2 separate regions of the Mus musculus genome follow, and region 1 is linked to region 2. The links are chromatin contacts, called in public promoter capture Hi-C maps. All regions are on one chromosome and are shown on one strand. The core of a region is the stretch at or near the end of the contact, and the rest is flanking DNA. Distances in the headings are between cores, read along the strand shown. Region 1 holds the start of Lrrc38 (leucine rich repeat containing 38). Region 2 holds the start of Prdm2 (PR domain containing 2, with ZNF domain).

What was found. Capture Hi-C pulls out chosen DNA fragments and counts their contacts.
Region 1: a promoter capture Hi-C map of adipose tissue shows a contact between it and region 2. The contact joins the promoter of Lrrc38 here to the promoter of Prdm2 in region 2. A contact is called at or near these places in 1 of 39 promoter capture datasets (stem cell-derived epiblast-like cells), 1 of 484 Hi-C or Micro-C datasets (embryonic stem cells), 1 of 115 datasets of contacts at active chromatin or transcription factors (embryonic stem cells) and 2 of 9 other capture datasets (adipose tissue and embryonic stem cells).

What each region holds. Positions count from the first base shown.
Region 1 is chr4:143,348,369-143,355,336 of GRCm38.p6, reverse strand. It overlaps Lrrc38 (leucine rich repeat containing 38), which reads right to left and starts at 5,587. Exons shown (of 2, transcript NM_001162983.1): 1 at 4,526-5,587. The coding sequence starts at 5,168.
Region 2 is chr4:143,208,353-143,214,456 of GRCm38.p6, reverse strand. It overlaps Prdm2 (PR domain containing 2, with ZNF domain), which reads left to right and starts at 1,748. Exons shown (of 10, transcript NM_001081355.3): 1 at 1,748-1,842.

The DNA.
Region 1 (6,968 bases), core at 4,338-6,837, 140 kb before region 2:
TTGGGGAAGTTGTCGGGGAGGGAGGGTGTCCACCAAGCACAGAAGCTAAGTAAAAGTGACAGATGTGACCAAGTGTTCCATAACTATAGACAGCAGGGTTGGGCTGCCACAGAGCTGGGCATGAAAGTGAATGCTGGTGACCCTAGAACTTGGGAGGCTCGGGAAGGAGAATAATGAGTTCCAGGCCAACCTAGGCTGCACAGCAAAACCCTATCACAGAAGCAAACAAAATAACCATGGGCTGACAAGATGCCTTAGTGGATAAAGGCACTTGCCACCAAGCTTGATAACCTGAGTTCTATGCCCATAGCCCACATAATGGAAGGAGAGAACAGCTTCTGAAAAGACTATGGCATTTATATGGACACCTATGCATCAAGGTATACATTAAAACACACATATAGGGCTGGAGATGGCTCAGCGGTTAAGAGCACTCACTGCTCTTCCAGAGGTCCAGAGTTCAATTCCCAGCAACCACATGGTGGCTCACAACCATCTGTAATGGGATCTAATGCCCTCTTCTGGTGTGTCTGAAGACGGCAACAAAATGCTCATATAAATAAATTAAATCTTTAAACACACACACACACATATAGGATGCCCAATTGGGCCTGCATTTCAAATTAAAAAGACAAATAACATTTCATGGAAATACTAAATATGTATTAAATAAGTACTGCATGTTTGATCTTCACAGCTTTAGGAATAGCATACTTATATTAAAACGGGACATCTCATTTATCTGAAATTCAACACTAATTGGGCACCCTAGGATTTTTTCTCGACTGGTTGGCTGGCTTCTTTTGCTTTTCTGCTAACTGGCCACTGGAGGTACTGGCTTTCCTAGCCCTCCCTCCTGCAGGGTAATTTCTTGGCAGGCCTCAGCCTAGCCTTCCCCTTCCCTCTCCTTTCTAGGGTACTAGCTTTGAGGCTGAATACCCCCCATCCCTGTGTTGGGGGCTCACCTGGCAGACAACACATTTTTGCTACTGGCTGAGGCAGTCAAGGTCACAGGGAGATAGCTCTGCTCTGGCTGATGGAGGAGAGTGCAAAGGTGCAGACAGCAAGCAGGAGGGAGCTGTCCTCTACTCAGGCCTGGCTGCTCCCTCCCCAGGAAGAGGCAGGGATTGTGCTTAGAGAGCCTGGAGCTTGTATCCCAGAGCAGCCTGATTTTCATGGGCAGCAAGTGGGTGGTCCACATAGCTACGGAGTTGGAAGCCAGAAGATCCATCCAGCCTGGCTCCACCCAGCCTTGCTTAGCAGTGAGTGTGGCTTCTCTGCACACATGCCTTCAATGCAGGGGGGCGGTGGGGAGGGGCAGTCTTAAAATCACTTAAAGTCCCGAAGCCCCTGCTGTTTCCTCCCAGCCTCCCAGGAAGCCCACCTATTGGGTACTGTACCATCTTCATTGTGAGTGAGTTACAGAAAGGCCATGCAAGACTGGGGATGTCACACAGTGGTAGAGCATGTGGCAAACACACAAACAAGCAAGCATACTTCAGTGGCCAAGCTGGGCCTTCAAGATTTTTGACCTTGACCTTCATGAAAGACAGACTGAGGGCGGGGGGGGGGGGGTTGATGTAGGGAATCGTTGTAATGGATACCAAGAAGGAATAAACCTTAGTGTTCTACAGCACCTGCCTATATTCAATTATTTAACTAATCATTCATTCACTTAATTAATATACCAGTGGCTGTGGTTTATATTATTTACTTATCAATTGTGTGTTTATGTGTGGTGCATATGTATAGCCAGACGCACATAGACATCTGTGAGTGTGCATGTGGACGGAGGTCAGAGGTCACCTGTCTTCCTCAGTTGCTCTCTGCCTAATCTTTCAAGTAACCTTTAAATTTTCTTTTGTTCTTATTTTTAGTTATGTGTATAGGGGCCTGCTGTGGGGATGCTATGTGCACCACAGGAATGTAGTAGACAGGGAGGCAAGAAGAGGTCTTTGGAGCCCCTGGAGGAGGAGTTGAGTCCTGGGGGCTGGGAACTGAACTCTGACCTTCTGCAAGACCAGTAAGTTCTCTTAACCACTGAGCCAGCTCTCTAGTCCCCTGCACCATCTCTTTTGAGAAAGGGTCTCTCACTGAGCCTGGAGGTCCCTAAAACAGCTAGATTGGGTGGCCAGTGAGCTCCTGGGATTCATTTGACTCCACCCAGACCACACTAGCACCGAGATTGCAGACACACACCATCATGCCTGGTTTTTACGAGGATGCTTGGGGCTTGGTCCTCATGCTTGTGTGGCAAGCAGACTCTTTATAAACTGAGCCATCTCTAGTCCCCATATCAACATACATATAATTTATTAAGGCCAGGAAGAGCCTCAGAGAGGCCAGAACAAGGAAATAATCAATGGTTAATAGGATACAAAGTGTAAATTCCTCTTATTTAATGTGTAGCTACACATCATATATATATATAATTATCAGGTTATGTGCCCCGTTAATGTGCACAATTACCATGTACCAATTAAAGCTTGAAGAACTGTCAAGTGTGATGCAGGAGGGGGTGGGGATTAATGCCCCCAGAGCATCCAGTGCATCCTGGGCTTCATCTTGCCTTTCATCAGAGAGATTGCTTTTAACCCTCCCAGCAGGTGGTAGGACAAGGTCCACATTTTTAATTCAGAAGCGGGGAAACTGAGGTTTGGAGATGTCAGAGGCTTATCCAGAATTATAAGCCTGAGTCCAGATCAGAACTGGAGTCTTACATTCAGTTCTCCGCCAGAGCCAGTCCCTTCACCCTCCCTGCTTCTGGTTCACTTTGGGGACATTCTCCTGGCTACACTTTGTAAGCAACTGGATCAAGACTGGAGCTGCCTTTGGCTCTGTGCCCCAGGAAGTACCTTCCAGCTGTCACCTTCCTTTCCCAGCTGGATGAAACCAGTCTTCCTCTCAGCCTTGCCCTATTATCAAGACCCTTTCACTGTCTCTATTCACTGTCTCGCCATCCTCCCTAGTCTCCTATGTCCACCTGCTGTCCATTTTCTCCCATGGATGATGGTCGCTGGGAGAGTAATAACTCCCCTTGCTCTGGGGTTAGACCTCCATGACTGTGTTTTGATCTTGAAAACACATAAAAAAGGAAAACTTCAAAAACCTTAAATGCCCAGGACTTTAAAGCAAAATGCAAACCCAGGACTTCCAACTCTGACCTAAGGCTCTGTGGAGGCGTTAGAGGTCAACCCAAGTACTCAAGAGACAAGGAGCCAAGGTACAGAAGCATTAAGGGCCCAGTTACCTAAAACAGCACTGAAAACAGAACCCAAGCTCCTGCCCTCAACTGGAAAACTGGATACACAGTCAGGTAAGTGAGAAGCAGTCCACTAAGACAGGGGCAATAAAGACAAGGTGACCTGCTCTCCAGTGAGGGCTTTCATAAGACATTTCTGTCACTCAGAATCTCCTGGCAGATCTGGGGAGGCAGGCAGGAGAGCAAGGGCATCTTCAAACCTGGGAGGTTCTGCACCTTGCAAACCAAATCTTTTAGGAACTGTTACATAGTAGAGCCATTAGGGAAAGAGCCCACTCCGGAATGACAGCAGGGCTCAGGGTGTGCGCCTGTGACCCCGCAGAACTAACAGGTGGACACAGGAATTCCATACACAGAGGAACAGTGTTGCTCAGCTCTCGATGGCAGGAATAACGAAAAGTTATTAGCTATGCCACCTTTTATAATGTGTGCTATACTGGACTGCAACCAATTTCACCAAAGCTTTAAGGGCTTTTTCTGAGAGGTCAATTTAGGCCAGTGCTCACAGTCTCACGAGTAGACATGTGGGCTCCACGGAAGGTAAGGACTTCACCTGCCTTCAGTCCTAGCACGCACCCCATGAGTGTTAGCGTTCTCAGTTTTGCCTTTACTTCCTTGGTACTGCGTTCCCAGTGCCCTTGTGTTCCCATCAGCCAATTGGGTATGTGTATGGGTCATCAGGAGGGGCAACAGGAAAACAGGGGAGGTGCCCACCCGGAAGGTTTCAATCCCACATTTCCACACTAGGCTGGCTGCCTTTGTCCTCACCGGCAATTTTTCTCACCAAGGGTGGACCAAAAAGTCAAAGAGAGATGGGAACAGAGGGACCCGGTTGGAATCTGTGGCAGCTAGATCCCGTTCAGAACTGGCCAGCTCCTCTCACCTCTGGGGTCTGGAAATGGTATAGTGTCCCACACAACGAGGGGTTTCCTACTAGGAGGGACCAGTACATTGCTCACACCCACCTGTCCTGGGACCTAAAAGCTCCCAGAGAGGATGTGGACCATGATGATGGAGAAAAGGTGGGTAATAAGTGAAGAAAGAGAAACTTGAGAGAGTTCCGGGTGTGTTCTTTTAACACTCGTTGCCAACACATCTCAGACTTTCAGACAGCTGGTCTTATGGAGTTACACCACAGGGGTCCTCGTTCAGGGGACTTTCTGGTGAGCCCCAAAACGAGGCCTCACACATCCTGACCGTGCTGGATTCCTCCAGCGTTCCCTACCAGACCCAGCCTTGGCTTCCAGCCACCCTCTGGCTCACCTTTGGGCAATTTGGATGTGTTCTCCTGAATCCAGGAGAAGAGGTGAGCGAAGTCACAGTCACACAGCCAGGGGTTCCCGTCCAGGCGCACAGTGCGCAGTGCCGGCAGCGCATCCAAAGCCGCCACGTTGAGGCTGCGCAGGTTGTTGTCGTTGAGTTCCAGCACCTGCAAGGACTCCAGGCTCTCGAAGGCAGCCTCATGTACACCGGCCAGATGGTTGTTGGCCAGGCTCAGCTTGACCAGCCTCCCCGCCGAGCGGAAGGCGCCGGCCCCCAGCTGGGTGAGGTTGTTGTAGCTCAGGTCCAGAAAGGCCAGCTTGCCCGAGCCGCTGAACGTGCCCTCCTCCAGCGAGCGCAGCGAGTTGTTCCTGAAATCCAGATACACCAGATCTCCATGGAAGATGAAGAAGTCCTCGGGGATCTGCTGGATGCGGTTGCCGGCCACTAGCAGCTTGCGCACGTCCAGGGGGAAGGGATCGGGCACGCTGGGCAGCCCGCGATCGCGACAGTCCACGGTATGGGGGTCGGTGCAAGCACAGCCCGCGGGGCACGCGCGTCCCGGCCCGAGCAGCACCAAGAGGCTACCGAGCCCCAGCGCCGCAGCAGCGCCCGTGGGGTGGCGGGGGGCAACGCAGAGACTCATGGCCCGGGGGACTCCGGAGGACTCAGCTCGCAGCAAGGAGGACGCAGCGGGGCCCTGGCTCCGGGGCGCCGAGAGCCCCAGGGCAGCGGCGCAGGGCGGGGAGGCTGCGCCGGGGCGCGCGGGGGCGATGAGAGTGCGGCGGGGACAGAGCGACCCGGGGTGTCCGGGAGGCGGGGAGGGAGGAGGAAGATGAGAGGTGCTGGGCGCAGAATTTACCCGCACAGGAAACTGACCCTCTGGAACATTCAAAAGCACAGGTGGAGATCGTGGAGGGAGCCCAGAGCGACCCCACTCGGGCGGGGAAGTGGGACCTGTCGCACAGACCTGGCCAGCGGTGCTCAAGACTAAGTTCAGTGACGGATCCCTGGAGCGATTTCCATGGGGCGTGTCTGGGGCATGCGCCCAGAGCGCCACCCTCATCTCTGCCAAAGGGTCCCAGGTCACTCTAACTCGAAGTCCTGAACAAAGCCCGCAGGCTGTCAAGTCCCCGCCTGGGGCTGCGAAGTTGAGCTTTGGCTAGGCTCCAGGATGGTTGGGCTTCCCCTTCGACCCCCTCCTCCCACCTGCTTTTGCCCCACCTCCTGCAGGAGGAGGGTGTGAGCTAGGCGGGTGGCTGCCAAGGTCCCGCTGTGACTGGAAGGATAGCCAGGGCCAGTCAGCGTTTTCCATGCTGGTCCTGAGCTTGGAGATAGAACTGATTATCCTCCCAACACGAATCTTCTGTAGCTCTGAGCAAGGCCAAAGCAAGAGGTACTGGGGCAGTTTGGTGACCTGCAACCAGAGCCTCCAAGCGCCCCCTGAACTCCTGTGGAACCATCTGTGAAAAGGCAAGGGTGGGGACATCTCACCGCTCCCTTTGAGGACTGAAGAAGGCCAGAAGCTGTGTTTAGGAGTTACCAACCCTTCTTTCCCCATCAACCCTTCATTTTGATGGCCCAGGAAAGTGATCTGGTCAGAGAGATGCCAACGCTTAGAGCCCAGCTCCTCAGAGGTGAGGTTGGTCTTAGACAGTGATAGAATTCCTTCCCTGCCATTCCTCAAACCAACCCCGTATTCTACTCCTCTGCCGGGCTTTGAATGTTTGCTTTTTGGAAAAGCCCCTACACTGCTACAGGCAAATCGCCCTGCAGGTGGCTATTTTAATCCTAACACCCTGGAACCGAGAAGCTCAGCCCCTGGCCCAAAATAACCCACGGAACAGCTGTCAGTTACTGGCCCCCATTGACCCTGCCCCATCCCCTGGCACTGCTGGGGATTGGTGGAGCCAGCTATTCCGAAGCCTCAGAGCTAAGTCTGGGTATTTTTTTTCCCAGTTTGGAAGGGAGTTGGATGACCTCTTTTTCCAGTTTGGAAGCCAGTTGGTGCCTCTGAGCCAGGGATCAGGCAGTTGAGCCTTTGGGACAGAGCCAAAGGCCCAAGAACTTGCATGAGTTCCAGGAGGGGCTGGGTGTTGGGCCCCCTCAATCGCTCTTCCCTTGCACACACCCTGGCCACCAAGCTAGACCTACAGCCCCTGTCTTGTGTTCCGATTCTCACCAGGTCAACAGAATGTCTTGCAATTCCCAGTTTCCGGGGCTCTGCCTTTTGAAGAGGCAGTATAGGGTAAGAAAGGACTAGGGTGGGTGAAAGTACCTTAGCTACATTGATGTTGTTAAGGATGCAAGAAGGCAGCCAGAAAGAGCATGTGCCACCACTCTAAACTCTGCAAAAGCATCCTGAAAAGAATATTCTTGCTCTCTTTCAGCCTCAGGTTCTGTTCTGGGCTGGCAGAGCTGTAGGTTTAAATGTGTTCAGGTGTCT
Region 2 (6,104 bases), core at 499-2,998:
ATAGTGACAAGCCAAGGAATGTTGGCAGTCACCAGAAGCTGGAAGAAGGAAACAGTCTCCCCTAGAGACCTCAGAGGAAGTGTGGTCCTACTGACACCTTAGCTTGAGTCTACTGATACTGATTTGGACTCTAGCCTCTACATTTGCAGGAGATTAAATTTCTGTTGTTTTAAGACATCAAATCTGAAACCGTTGCCCCAGGGGAAAAAGGCATTGTCATATCAGATTAAAGACAGGAAGAACAGCCACTGCCTTCTTGGCATGGTGTTCTCTGGTTTTACCATGTCATGTTTTGATTTGACAAAAATCAAAATCCCCTATATTTCCTTTTGCATTCTATTGGATGCCAGGGGGTAAGTAGATTTTCTTTTAAAATGATGGCTATGGCAGTTTGGTGGTAGATGAGGTGGTGGTCTCCCTTTTGCTCCCACGCTACCTCAGATGATTTTTGATGCATATACTTAGTAAGGTGTTAATCAAATAAAGAGTGCAAATTCCAGTGGCAGCCTGTACCATAATAGTGTATATTCTAGTGACAAGTTTGCATGTCTCTCTTAGGTTTGTAAACTCTTGACTAGTGAGAGACATAAGCAAACATTTGAGGTTTTATTTCCTCTCTCCACGGGCTCTGTGGTGATCCAGACCTTGACAACACTTGACATTGTCCTCACCTGTCAACAGTACTGATGAGATAATCACCATGTCACCAATCCTTTACAGAGTATACCACAATCCACGTTGATTGACGTACTTTCTAAACAACAGGTACATTTGATGAGCTTGTCTGGTCTTTCCAAAGTTTTGGAGGCACATTTGAACATAATACATTATCTATTTTTCAGATCCTTTTCTCAGAGGACTAATACGGCCCACTACACTTAGATTTTTTTTTTTTTTCCTTTCTTCTCAGAGGATAGCTTTATCTTGAAGTACTCATGGCTCTGGGTACCATCTAGATGTGACAAGTAACTTTCATCTCTCTACAACTTCAGATTGATTGGCAACTATGTTCCCGTCAAACCTCTTTTCTGGGATGTCAGAAGTGGTCTCCAGTTCAATCCAATCCATCTCCAGCTCACTTGTTTGTAAATAGTGGTGCAGTTCCCAAGGGCAAGATGAAGGCCATGCTGGGTACCACAGAGCCTTGGCACTGACCTAGGCCCATAGCTGGCAGTTAGCAAATGCCTCCTGGTAAGGGATGAATACAGCCGCTCAGTTGCATCTGCTTTGCTGAAGTTTCGGGTTTGTGTGTGTGTGGCTATATTGGTCCTTTGCACACCATTTAAACGGTCTATTTGCCTGGCAGTGGTCTAGTGAGTGGCCTTCAGAGTGGATTCTGCTCTTGTTTTTCTTGAAACAAGGTCTAAGGGTGTGGTCCTGCCTTCCTGGAATTCACTATGTAGCTCTGGCTGCTTCTGCCTCGAGTTTGGGGATTAAAGTGTGCGCCACCACGCCAGTCAGTCGCGGTCGTCTGAAGTAGGGTGGCTTCTCTGACCAACTCTTGAGTTTCTCAGCCCTAACTCTATAGTGGTCAGGCTGGCCCGGCCATGGCGACGCGGGCTTCCCTTCGAGGTAATAACGCTCTGGGGCGAGCGGCGAGTCCGTGATTGACAGAGAGGGCGACACAGTCCGCCGGGGTCACGCCTGACCGTCGTGTTGAGCTCCTCGGGGTCGCAGGCCACGAGCTACGCGCGGGGTCGGGGTCGGGGTCGGGGGTTGTGGGCGCCGTGCCGACGTCACTTCCGGCCGGAGCCAAGATGGCGGCGGCGCGGCCGCGGGCGCCAGAGCGACGGCGGCGGCTGCGGCTCTGGGCTCGCTGAAGCGTTGGCACGTCGCGCTCTGGTGAGGAGCGGCGGAGCCGGGGAGGGCGGGCGGGCCTCGGGGGAATGTCCCTTGGTGTCAGTGAGGAGTGTGGCCACCGCGGCGGGGGCGACCGGGCCGGGCGCTAAGGGGATTGCGGGGCGGGCTGACGCGCCCCCTTCGAGCTTCCTCCGAACGGCCGGGAACCGGTGGCTGGCGCTGGCGCCGACGCGAGGCGGCGCGAAGGCTCCCGCTCCGCGGCTCTTAAGTCCCCGCGGCCAAGTTTCGGGTCCGTTTGGTGACGGCGCGGCGGACTCGGGGTGCGCGGCTGCGGGGTCGGCGGGGAGCGCACGTGGGCCCCGGGCGGTCCCCATCCGCAGGGCTGCGCTGATCTCTGCTCTTTTGTGTCCCGGGTTGAATGTGCGAGCGCATCTGCAATCCTCGAGTTGGTTCTGTGCCTCGAGCCTTTGTGTTTTTCACCCCCGTATAGTTTCCGTGTGCTATAAACCTGCCAGTGGGCTCCTCGAGTGTCCCCCATCGACCCACTGGTGCATACGTGCATGTGTCACAGGTGTGCGCTAGCATACATAGGACTGGTTTGCGTTCGTCAAAAGATCCATCTACTATGTCTCCGAGGGTGACGAGCGAGACACGAAATAGACCTTAACAGGTCAGTGTTCTTCCACGATCCACGCGTGAAGCACCGGCCAATGGCCTAGCACTTACCGTTAGGTCGGGCCTCGAGCTGGGGAAACAATCCCACAGATCGCCGGGAAGCCCCGTTGCCTCTTACTACCCAGCTGGAATTTACACCTAGAGAAATGGGGTTTCCCTTCACCCCCCGCATTTCATGTATTGAGGATTTGGGTGTATTTGACACGTGAACTGCCTTTTGCCAAGTTCCAGTGCCTTGCCCTTAGGACCCTTTAATGAAACACGGGAATGTTTGTTTCTAGTACACAGTGTCCCCAGAACATGACTAAAATTGTATCTCAAAGTTTTTTTGTTTACTTCGAGGTTATTCTTTAAAGTAATATATACAGCAAAGACAACCTCCCAATGGTTTTTTGTTTGTTTTTTGGTTTTTGTTTTTCTTTTACCTACAATAGCACAGACTACAGTTGGATCATTCTGCCCACGATGATATTGGAAAAGAGGTTTTAGGATATTAAGAGGAGGAACTGAGAGACATTATTCTGTTGTTTTCCTGTTCTATAGAGTTCTGTTTTTGAGATTGCACGCAGCTGCCACCCTCCAAGCTCTCTTTCACACACTTTATTTGATGAAATTTCTTTTTCATGAGCAATCTCGCCATAGCTTTGAAAACCTTCAGAGATCATTTAATAAGCCCCCTTTATTCCAAGCCATGGGAAGAGAGCTGTAAATCCATTGTTGGAAGCAACACTCAGCTGCATTTGGTGTTATTTCAGGGCTCGACCCTTCCCTGCCCCCCCCCCCCAAAAAAAAGCCGTCGATGCATTTACAAAGTTATTAGAACCAGGGACATAATGAGAATGCTCAATGAATGTTCGCTGTTTGTTGATGGAAGACTTGGCTTCGTTGAGGTTTGAGGTGGTTTGTTTTACATTTTCTATGCAGTGCTCGGGATAAGAAGGTGTAACTTTGTAATAATGTATTAGCTCTGTAAGCACAAAACAGCAAAACAGTCGCACTGGAAGACAGTTGGAAAACAGAGGCGCACAAAGAAGGAATAGAAACCGCCTGTAAACTTCCGCCTCCTCAGATAGCCATTGTTAACATTGTAGCAGATTGTCACTAGTCAGTCCCTCATGGTGTGCCTGCTTGTATTTCTTTATTCACATACATTCATTTATAGAAGCATGCACTTCTGTATAATAGTCTATAGAGAATTGATATGTTGTGTATATCGATGAGGCTTGTCTTTCATTATGCTGTTGTGTGTTTCTATGTCTTTAACTGTTCTTCAATTTGATGTTTAATGGCTGATATGTGGATGGGCCATCATTCATTAACCAATCCCACATTGATTTTCAAGGCTTCTAAAGTCTGACATTTCTTTTCATTAATTTTCGGAAGTTTTTTCTCTGTGATGAATTTAAAAATTCTGCAACTATTTAAGATGTGAAAACTGGAAAATCTGCTTTGGTAGTGTCTGATGATACATCTTTTTTTGTTTGTTTGTTTGTTTCAGCTACCTAAGAAGTAACCTCCCTGATTTCTCTGTGGTGTCTGTAGCTCACACATATCTGCACACAGTTCCTTTTGATGATTATTTTATACTGGCTATTTATTTATTAATGGGATTTTTTTTTCTTTTTTCAGAATGCTGATATCTTTTCAACTTTAGATCTGACTTAGACACCTTTCAGGGGTGTGTTAAATCACAGTCTCCAGGGTGGAGAGCACTGTGGAGTATTTGCTATTTTCATGTCTTCTGACTAGTTTCGTGTTAGTTTTAATATATGTAAAGGGGAAAAACCCAACAGCAAATATGCAGCTTTCACTAGCAAACTCCATAGTGGAAGTGTATGTGGGCCTTGAGGGGATACGTCAGACCTGCATGCAGAGAGCATCTGCAGGGAATGCTGCATGTCAGACCTGCATGCAGAGAGCATCTGCAGGGAATGCTGCATGTCAGACCTGCATGCAGAGAGCACCTGCAGAGAATCTTCAGGGAATGCTAGATGCAACCGGGACATCACCAGCTGAGCACCTGCTGAGCACTTCTGCTCCTGCTGACATGCATTTAGGGCTTCATAGTTTGATTGCTGCCTATTAGCAGTCACAGTGCTTGGGATTGGGCCTGGTGTCATGTCCTAGTGCTTGCCTTTTGCAGTTAGAAATTTTTAGTTAGAGCTATAAAAAAATGATTTTCTTAGAGCAGGTCAGGGGAAACTGGAGTCTGTTGGTAGGGATAGCATGGTGAGTTAACAATGTTCCTCGGCCACTCTACTGCTGATGTGTGGGCTGGATTAGTTTTCTTGGGGATGTCACTCTTGTCCATGGTGGAATGCTTAAGCAGCTCCCCTCATCCACCCACAAGTGGCAGTGGTCCCTCCTTTAGTTATGACAAGCTGTGAAGTCACCAGACATTGCCATGGAGGGACAAAATGGAATGATTCTAAACTAGCTCATTAAATGAAACTTCCTTTGTTGGATGGTTGAATCACAGAAGCAGCTGTGGTGTCTCCAAGAACTCTGAGGACAGATGCTATGGGTTAGACCTTGAAGAAGGGAATTGTCTTCCCATCCAAATTTCTTCTAGCTTTTGCTTTTGTGGTTATAGAGTAACTCTCTGTAGTTGAACATTGACGTCCTTTTATGGGAAGAAACATGGCAGTGTGAGGTAGGCTGGAGATTATGACGTTTTCATGACATGGGATCAGCATTCCCAGTATGCAGATTAAATTATTATAAAATTTAAATACATTTGCATAGAGTAGATGCATAATTTAATTATTTGGTCCATGATGCTGAATAGCACAGAAATAACTCTTCCAGAAAATGAGACTTGAAGCAACTCCTTGAAGATTGGCTAAACTGTACTTTTCTAAACTACTTTTTTCCTTCTTTTTTTAAAACAAGCAAACAAAAAAAACCCCAAAAAGAACCAGTTGGGTTTATGCACTAAACTTGTCCTAAGGAAAGAAGGCTTACTTTTGAAATGTTTAGTTTAATGCATCTTCATGGAAAACATGTCATTGAAGTACTTTCTGCTGGGGGAGAAAATATGTCTCCTAATCTTTATTTCTAATTATTCTAAGTAGAGATGGTATTGGCTGTGGTTCCTATCTGTTTGCTTGTTTGTTTGTTTGTTTTGGCTGTGAAATACTATTGAGAATGCACCATTAAATACAACATGTGAAAAAAATCTGCTATTGGAGCCATATTTGGTAACGAGTGGTTTTACTTACAGGAATATCTAAATGATTTCAGTGCAATAAAGGAATGCTTTTCCTTTCTACCTCACCTCCCTGGAGCGTGCACAGAGCCCTTGTGTATAGTAAACCTGGTAATTGCAATGGTATAAGCATGTGTGTGTTCCCTTAATTCCGTGTAGTATTTACTAGTGGCATCTTGGTCCATGTCCTGTTTACACTGTGTTCTTACTTACTAGCCCCTTAGAACATGGGAAAAAAGGTTCACTGAATCTGTCTATATTTTTCAGCTATTTTGGTGAAAAAACAAATTACATGTTAGGCTTTGCTTTGAAAGAGCTGAATTATTTCTTGGCACAGCTTGTCTGAAATGTGTAAAGTTAAGTGGAAATGTTAGCTTGATTGCTGTGGGCAGCCCATCTGGAAATTGGTAAAACCTACATA